Linked DNA regions of Mus musculus: all the other regions are linked to region 3. The links are chromatin contacts, called in public HiChIP or PLAC-seq maps. All regions are on one chromosome and are shown on one strand. Each heading gives the region's core, a stretch centred on a gene start, on an enhancer-like site or on the middle of the called end of the contact. The rest is flanking DNA. Distances are from core to core; before and after follow the strand shown.

Evidence for each region. HiChIP or PLAC-seq counts read pairs in DNA pulled down with a chosen protein or histone mark.
Region 1: a contact with region 3 is called in an HNF4G HiChIP or PLAC-seq map of pancreatic cancer cells. The contact joins the enhancer-like site here to the promoter of Pparg in region 3. A contact is called at or near these places in 6 of 39 promoter capture datasets (HPC-7-derived erythroid cells, embryonic stem cells, frontonasal cranial neural crest and 3 more), 3 of 484 Hi-C or Micro-C datasets (the N1E-115 cell line, nephron progenitors and uterus), 9 of 115 datasets of contacts at active chromatin or transcription factors (the NIH/3T3 cell line, bone marrow-derived macrophages, embryonic forebrain and 6 more) and 4 of 9 other capture datasets (adipose tissue, bone marrow-derived macrophages, liver and 1 more).
Region 2: a contact with region 3 is called in an HNF4G HiChIP or PLAC-seq map of pancreatic cancer cells. The contact joins the enhancer-like site here to the promoter of Pparg in region 3. A contact is called at or near these places in 7 of 39 promoter capture datasets (the C10 cell line, the SN4741 cell line, embryonic stem cells and 3 more), 9 of 484 Hi-C or Micro-C datasets (the 3T3-L1 cell line, the AML12 cell line, CD4 T cells and 6 more), 6 of 115 datasets of contacts at active chromatin or transcription factors (bone marrow-derived macrophages, cardiomyocytes, embryonic forebrain and 3 more) and 4 of 9 other capture datasets (adipose tissue, bone marrow-derived macrophages, liver and 1 more).

The regions. Positions count from the first base shown.
Region 1 is chr6:115,479,180-115,481,879 of GRCm38.p6, reverse strand. The region is part of intron 7 of Pparg (peroxisome proliferator activated receptor gamma); the gene reads right to left. Among named protein-coding and RNA genes, the nearest start is that of Gm36301, 39 kb to the left of the region's middle. Within about 2 kb of position 1,384, at least 182 of the 459 cell types and tissues checked have an H3K27ac peak or open chromatin away from gene starts, as enhancers often do. A contact at or near this core is called in the N1E-115 cell line, the NIH/3T3 cell line, adipose tissue and 8 more, where this site is marked.
Region 2 is chr6:115,461,831-115,464,530 of GRCm38.p6, reverse strand. It overlaps Pparg (peroxisome proliferator activated receptor gamma), which reads right to left. Exons shown (of 8, transcript NM_001308354.1): 6 at 1,246-1,445. Among named protein-coding and RNA genes, the nearest start is that of Gm36301, 56 kb to the left of the region's middle. Within about 2 kb of position 1,355, at least 94 of the 459 cell types and tissues checked have an H3K27ac peak or open chromatin away from gene starts, as enhancers often do. A contact at or near this core is called in the AML12 cell line, the N1E-115 cell line, adipose tissue and 7 more, where this site is marked.
Region 3 is chr6:115,361,037-115,363,736 of GRCm38.p6, reverse strand. It overlaps Pparg (peroxisome proliferator activated receptor gamma), which reads right to left and starts at 1,388. Exons shown (of 8, transcript NM_001308354.1): 1 at 1,320-1,388.

The DNA.
Region 1 (2,700 bases), core at 135-2,634, 120 kb before region 3:
TATTTCAAGGTCTTTGAGGATGGAAGTGGGTCTTCTGAGTTCTGTCTTGGCCCTGGGCAGTCCTTGTGATCCTTCTAGCTCTGCTGTACTAGTCACTCAAGGCTCAGCCATGTGCTCTGCTTCAATTCTGTGCTTTCCGTGTTTTGAGCAATTCTATCAGGATTGGTAGCTGGTTGGGGCTGGGAGTATAGGTAGAGGAAGAAGGGTTAGTGGAAGGAAATAGGAGAGTAACCTCTTCCGAGGCCCCCTCCAGCCTGACACGTTGCTGCCCTCAATGTACCTGGTGGCTCTGCCAAAGGGAACAAAGGAGGAAGGGCTGAGAAAAGGGTTAAGAGCAACTCTGTGACTTTAGATCCATGACAGCAAACCAGCAAACTTGAGACAGTAGCCTTATCAACTTCAGATTTCCCACTCCTCTCTCTCCTCTCCTCTCCTCTCCTCTCCTCTCCTCTCCTCTCCTCTCCTCTCCTCTCCTCTCCTCTCCTCTCCTCTCCTCTCCTCTCCTCTCCTCTCCTCTCCTCTCCTCTCCTTTCTGAAGAACTTGTGATTGTAAACCATAGATATGACTTTCTAAACACCTTAGTTTCCTGCAAAGTCAAGGGAATTCTGGGTGGGAGAATCCACAGTCCTAGCTTCCCCTGTCTCCTTGGGGGCCCAGGATTAGGGGATTTTGATCCTCCTTCTTTGGCTCCTCCTCCTTCTCTGTATCTCTTTCCCTTTGGGTTTTGTTCTTGATCTGCAACTAATCCCCTTAAAGTGATAGCTGATAAAAGGATTAGTTGAGAGCTCCCTAGGGGTATTTATATTGTAGGAAGGATTTTAAGGACGGTTGGTGGAATTTTAAGCCTTTTGACTGGCAGGATGGAGTGGAGCTACTTCAAATGATATCACAGAGGAGAAAGGGGAAATTAGCATTCACTGTGTGCCTAGCAGTGTCCCAGGCACAGTGCCAAAAGCTTCATATAATGCTATTTTACTTGCTTGGGGAGCTGATAAGGAAGTTAAGGCCCAGGGAGGTCAATAATTGCTGCAACCGCACATCTAGGAAGTGGGGGAGTGGGGCTTTTGGACTCTTGTGTGTGATTCTGGAGCTTTCTCCCTGGCCTATCCAGAGCTGCAGTAGCAGGTGAGAAGTTTTGTTTAGGCTGCAGCACAGCCCTTACGCCCTCCTCCCACCCCCATCCCTTGCCCAACCTCTCTGTTAGGTGACCTGAGGACCCTGCATTCACCCTTCCCCACTTGCAGCTGAATGGTGCCCATCTGGAAGGCTGCCTGGGTCACCCAGAGTTTAAACACACATTTTGAGAGTCCAAAATGATAAAGTGCTCTGAAAAGCCACATCTCTTATGACTGGCTAAGGAGCCTCTTCCTTGGCTGCCAGTGTGGACAGGAGTGACTCAGCAGTTCCACTTTCAGTCCTGTCTGCCTCAGACAACACTGTTTGCTCAGTCCCGAGATGATGGCGGCCTACTTAGCCAGGGCGGAGGAGGAAGTTTTATTTCTGGAGCAGTTACAGATAAGGGGTCTTCTATCCTCTCCAAACAAGAGCCTGCACATAGATTCTCACATGTATGCCTATCTATGGGGTGACTCTAAGATGTTTCACTATTTTCTCCATTACCCCATCCTTGCCCCCAGCTCTCTGGTTTTTAGTGTTTAGGTGCCAGTTGCAAACTCATAAATATACCTCACCCCTGTCATACCAAGTGCATGAGGTTATGAAAACAGAGAACTAATGGGACATTTCTAGATAACTCAAAGTGAGTCATTATTCAAGGCCATTCTGCTAATCTCATGCACAGTGTAGGTAGGAGCCTATTAGATATGCTAGTCCTTAGTAAACCAGCTATTACTCTGTGATATGACCATCTCCTGATGGGGGACAGGAGACATGTTAATGCTGGATGTCCAGCTCAAGAGAAATTAGATGCCCTTGTTTATTTTTAATACCTGAAGAAGACATGGAAAAACAACTTTCTCAATTGGGAAGGAAGTTAAATATTTAGCTGGCATAGAAGAAGTAGGAAGCTGGCATAATGCTGAGACTGTAGCTCAATAGGGAAGCTTGTGCTCACATGCATGAGGCCATAAGTTCAATCCCCAGGACTACTAAATACACAAAAGTGTTGGCCTATTGCTATTTATAGTTATTTTTAATGTCTAGTTTCAAAGTAGTTTGGATATTGTGTCCTTTTCACTTAACAACTATGGGAGACATTCACTGACTAAAAGGGGTATAAAGGCTCTGGGCTGAGTAGAGTCAAAGTATGACTATGTGGAGCTCCCCTGAGACACATAAAGCCTGTTTTTCCAGAGATATGTGCTATACTGTGCACTGTAACTCACAGAAATCACTCTGTAGTAAAATGGAAGCATGGCACGTATACTCAAGAACTGAAGGGGAACTGAGGTCCAGGGTGGAGGAATACGCCCAACCTTGTAGTCAGTTGGTCCTTCTGCCCCAAGTTATCTGCAGTGGCTCACTGGGTCTGAGCTGTTGAATGAGGTGCTTTGCAATGGCCATGAGCAAGTATCTATCTGTCTGCCTACACAGAGTAAGTGTCCCTGTGCTCAGTTGTTCCTCTAGAGCACGAGAAACGAAGACACAGGATGGTATTGATGGTATTTAACTGTTTTAAATCCTCTCACCAGTGCGTGTATGTCTGTGCTCACCCAATCCCACCTGACCCTGTGTACATG
Region 2 (2,700 bases), core at 106-2,605, 100 kb before region 3:
ATCACCTCTTTTGCAGGGAGAAACTCAACTGTTCTTACTGGCATGTGGCTTTCTCATAGCTACTAGCTGATTCCACTCGAAGTCATTTATCTAAAACGAAAGAAATAACCTGAGATAGTCCTCAAAACACATTAGGAGATAATACGATTTTTTTCTTCTAAAATCTAAATGGTCATCAAGTTACATGTATCCACCTAATAGTTGACTGGCTCTCCTGGCCATGAAAGTAACTGACCACACACAGGGTTTTCAAGAGCTGGATCCAGGTCTTCTGCATGGGACTTGTAGCTCCTACTGCCTAGGGACATTCATCATAGCATAGACATCAAAGCCAGACCCTGGCTGAAAGACCTGAAGAGCCCAATCCAGTGCACACTTGCAGCTGCTGGTGGACTGGGGAGCAGCATTGAGGTTTTATTTTAATGTAATTTGATGTTGATTCTCAACTTCCTATCAGAAGCTTTCTGCTTCCTAGAAAACTGGATTCAATGATAATTTTCATCTATTATGAATTGCTAAACAATATCAGTCAAAGAATCTCCAGGTACTTAAGAATACTTTTGTGGCTTGGGACTGTAGCTTAGTTCTAGCACACATGTACCCAACATGCTTGCCTGGGATTCAATCCAATAGTTAGCATACTAAACCAAGCAAGCAAGCAAGCAACCAACCATTCCATTGGAGTAGCATAGGCAACTTAGATCCTTGCAGAAAGTAGAACTCATGTATATAATAGAAGGCCAGAGCCTCCAGTTTCCCAGGAATAAAGCTAGGTACTGTAAGGAAATAGGTCTCATGATATCCTGATGTACTTTTGTGCCCACTTTGGACCTGGGACAAATGACCATAGAAAAACTGAAAGGTAGAAGTGGGACACAACAGCTTAACACACCTGCTCAGCCTCCTGCACGGCTTCTGAGACACTCTTGTGACTGGAAGGCTTCACGTTCATTCATGAGTGTAGAGATGACCTATGAGCTCTTGTATTACTCTCAAAGGTTTTTTATTACAGCTTGGAGGACTTACTCCCTTTTCAGAACAATGTTTACTTATCCTATTTGAAGACATTTCCTGTGTTTTGGACCTAGCCTGCCACTAGATTTTAACAGCCTGCAGCTGAGCTGTTTTTTGTTTGTTTGTTTGTTTGTTTTTGCATATGCATGTGCACCAAAGCAAATCATTTAGTCAAAGGAAACAACCCCCAGCCCCAGCCTCCCCCAGTGAAGAGAGCAGAAGAGAACTAACTGATTTGTCCGTTGTCTTTCCTGTCAAGATCGCCCTCGCCTTGGCTTTGGTCAGCGGGAAGGACTTTATGTATGAGTCATACAAATGCTTTGCCAGGGCTCGCAGATCAGCAGACTCTGGGTTCAGCTGGTCGATATCACTGGAGATCTCCGCCAACAGCTTCTCCTTCTCGGCCTGTGGCATCCGCCCAAACCTGATGGCTACAGAGGAAGAGGAATGACAGGATGAATCATTGGATCATTACTAGGGCTCCGCATTGTGCTCTCCCTAATCTTGGTTCCCACACTGAGAGTCCCTCTCTCCACCCGGCGCTGGTTCTGCCTTCTATCTACCACTTTGCTCATGTTTTTATTTCGCAACAGTAGCACAGACAAATGAAATTAACTTATTTACTTCTTCAGTTAAAAAAGGCAACATACGATCCTGTTAGGAAATTGGAAGGATCCGCTAGCAAACAGGAATACATATTCATTTAAACATGAATCGAGAGACAACTCCTATCCAAAGATGCAAAGTCATCTTTATAGAGCTTTCAAGTACAGCTAATTATTTCTTCCCAGTGTTCCCCCAACCCTAAGCATTTCAACAATCAAAATGTTCACACTGTACTATAATTATGACTTTTTATACCTCTAACCCCTCTGTAGAACAATGTCCTGCAGACAGGGACACTGTCATAATTATCTTGGTAACCTCTGCACTTCATAAAAGGTACGGCAGGAGCATCTTTGTGTTTCATGAATTAAACAGTTACGGAGAAGTTCAAGTTGTACAAACATAGGCCCTGTTCTCAGTCAGTTCATATGAGCTATCCGTTTCTGTTGTAAAGAAAGACCAGGGAACTTGGACATTAAATGGATGGAAACTGACTTACCCCCTAACTCTGCAGAATTCCCCCTTAATGAGGTTCATCAGAATACCTTTAATTTGGCTTCTCAAGGAGTGAGGAAGTGTGAATGCAAAGCAAAGACTTAAGACAGACTGTAGGGCCTAATGTAGGAATTGACCTGTGTGAGCTGGGGTGTCCTTTGGGCACAGAACCCTTGCTTGGCATGTGCAAGGCCTTCCCCAAAAAAATTAAATAAATAGTAATCTGTTTATAGACTTCTAACTTGCATAAAATTTCCTACTTCCTGGTCTGATATTACTTATAAAATGTCCCTTTGAGTAATGTTTCTTTGACACCATTCTTTGTTGAGCTAGCTCTCTTTAGGACACTGCTTTTCTCCAGTGGAACATCTTGCTCTCATACTTAGTAGTATCTTGAGCACCATTCTATGTGACACTCAAGATGATGGTGGGCTCTTTTACTTAGATGATAGGCTACTTGTGAGCAAAGGTTGGGGCACATTTACATATATCTTAGTACTTGGTAGAACTCAATCAATGTTGCTGAATATGAGAACCAACAGGTTTGTGCTTTTTTTGTTTGTTTGTTTGTTTGTTTTTGAGATG
Region 3 (2,700 bases), core at 139-2,638:
TTTTTTAAAGTGTAATTTGCCCTTTTCTGTTAAAGTGATTCTGAAAGATGTAGTGACATGAATGTTAGGAAAACCAGCTCCTTTAAAGGAAATATACTTAATTATTAAAAAATAGTTATCACAAAAAATATCAAAGTAGTCTTAAGTATTGATGTGTATAATGTTTCCAGGTCTTTTAGTTCTAATGTGTTTAGAAGAACTTATAATCTTTGAAATATAAAAGACCGAGGAAACAGCATCAAAAAACTCTTCGGCCTAGAGGCATCAAGAACTTCAGACTTCACCGGCGCCATTGTTCTTCAACAGTTTGAAGAGTTTGAAACTTTTACATATGAAAAAGATTTTTTTCCTTAAAAAGAAAACTGTCAACAATCTTTTCCCTTCTAGTGAGCTGCAAAAGCGTGAGGTGACCACCAGTTGCTCCTTAGATCTTCTCACTGAAGATATAGTTCTCAGCAAATTAAATATGAAGTAGCACTGGAGTGAGCAAATTTACACAAAACACACAGTAAAATAAAAATCGAGGGCTTTATAATATGTTTCACTCCAACTAAGGCATGACACTGAGTTAAAATGTTCATATATTAAAATTAATATTTCGGACATTTACTTTAGAGCAAATGTGGTTGAAGATAAGACAACAGAGAACTTATTTTAAAGTTGAAACCCAATCTTCTGAAATGCTGCTCCAAATGCTCGTAGTATCTATGAGTGCTTCTGTCAAACTTGCAAGAGAACTATCTCTTTGAGTAGTCATAGCGTATATCCGTTCCTACCCTAGCCAGGTTTTAAATCACAGAGCACCTGGAGTTAGTTACATTTTTAGTCAGCAATTGATCACTTAGCTATGGACGACAGGAAGACTCCCACAGAGCACCTGATATCTTTGGAAGACCTGCCCAAGTCCAAGACTAAGTTATTCATTTAATAACTCCAGTTAACAATTTGCTTCGTGCATGATAATAAAGAGTTGACATTACAATAATGAACTCCAAATCAAGAGGCTTTCCAACTGTTAGCTATCCTACAACTTGGTTCATCTGGTTTTGTTTTCAAATGATCATTTAATTTTACATTTTTGTCCTTCATCCTGCTAAAAAGGGACACCTTTTAGCCTCTTCCTCACAGAAAACTTAACTTTTCTTTTTTCCCTTCTGAAATAAATGGCACGACCTCCCCCCTATTAGCATCAGAAGCAAAGCAGATTCTTAACAGTACAAGAACACAGCCAGACCATCCTGATGTGTAAGAACTTGGGGGCAGTTTGGCCACTTCACTACACACACCAACAAAAACGTGATGACGATGGGGCCACTCACCTACTCAATGGGAGTTAAGAAGAATTTAGCGCTGCAGCCTTCAGATCCCCAGCAGAGGTCCAGGCCCCTTCTTGACCTCCTCGCGTCCCTTATATAAAAGCAGCCCAGGCTACTCCCAGTTTCTGCCTCCTCACCTTAGGCTCCTCCCCAATCCCAAGCCATAAAGCACCGGGAGCCACACACCCACCTTCCGCCCCCAGCACGAGGGCTGCCTACTCCCGTGAGCCGGGCCCTGTGCTCGCCCCCTGCTTAGATTGAAGAGGGGCACTGGCGGGGCGGGGCCTTGGCGACAGTGACCCCGCTTTCCTCACACCTGGTGAGCCCCGGGCAGGGGGCCGTGGGCCAAATCGCCTCCGTGATCACGGGCGCATCCTCCTCCCCACCCTCCGACCCCTAGAGCCTCAGGGCGACCGGTGGCTGCTGGCGAGCCCCTCTCTAAATCTGTCACCAGGATCCGCACAATGCGGTCCCCAACGCGGTAGTTCTGGAGACCTGGCTTTCCTGTCAGGGTCTGGAACAGGGGCAACCCTGTTCCGCGCTCACACACATGCCTGCCTGCGCACCCTCTCAGGGAAGCACTGTGGCCCTCCGCACCGTGCCGGTGCCCCTCACGAGGACAGTCACCCTGTCAGTCACACTCGGCTCTCCAGGAGGGTGACCGGTCCTCAGCCGAGACCCCTCACTCTGTCCCTGAGTCCGCGACCCCGCCCCGCTATCACTCTCTCGCTCTTCTCTTGTGTGACTTCTCCTCAGCCCGCGCGATCCCCTCAGACCCAGACTCTGTCACCTTGTCTGTCACATTCGGTCCTGTCAAGAGTTTGCCTTCTCCTCAGCCGGGGTCCCTTGAGTCAAGATTCTGTCACTTGGTCACTCTCCGTCCTGTCGGAGTGTGGCTTTCCAGCCCGTATCCCCTCTAGTCGAGACAGGGTTAGGCTGTCAGTTACGCAGCCCTGTCAGAATGTGACTTCTCATCCCGAGTCCCCTCAGCGGAGACCCAGTCACCTAGCCAGTCAGATCCAGACCCCACAAGCCGAGACCCCCCCTCACCTTGTCTGTCACACAGTCCTGTCAGAACGTGACTTCTCAGCCCGCGTCCCCTCAACCGAGACCCCGTCAGGCTGTTGGTCTCACAGGCTCCTGTCAGAGTGTGACTTCTCCTCAGCCCGTCCCCTCAGCCCGGTCACCTTGTCGTCACACTCGGTCCCCTCAGGCTGCGCGCGACCCAATACCCCAGCGCAGCGCCCCAGGTCTCTTCTTCCGCGTCCCTCCGGCGGGCCGCGTGGCCCGGGGCGACTCTGACCTGAGGCGGCGGCTTGGCGGGTGCTGTGCGTCGGTGAGGCCGACCCGACCCGAGCGCCCCAGGCGGCTGCCGCTCTGAGTG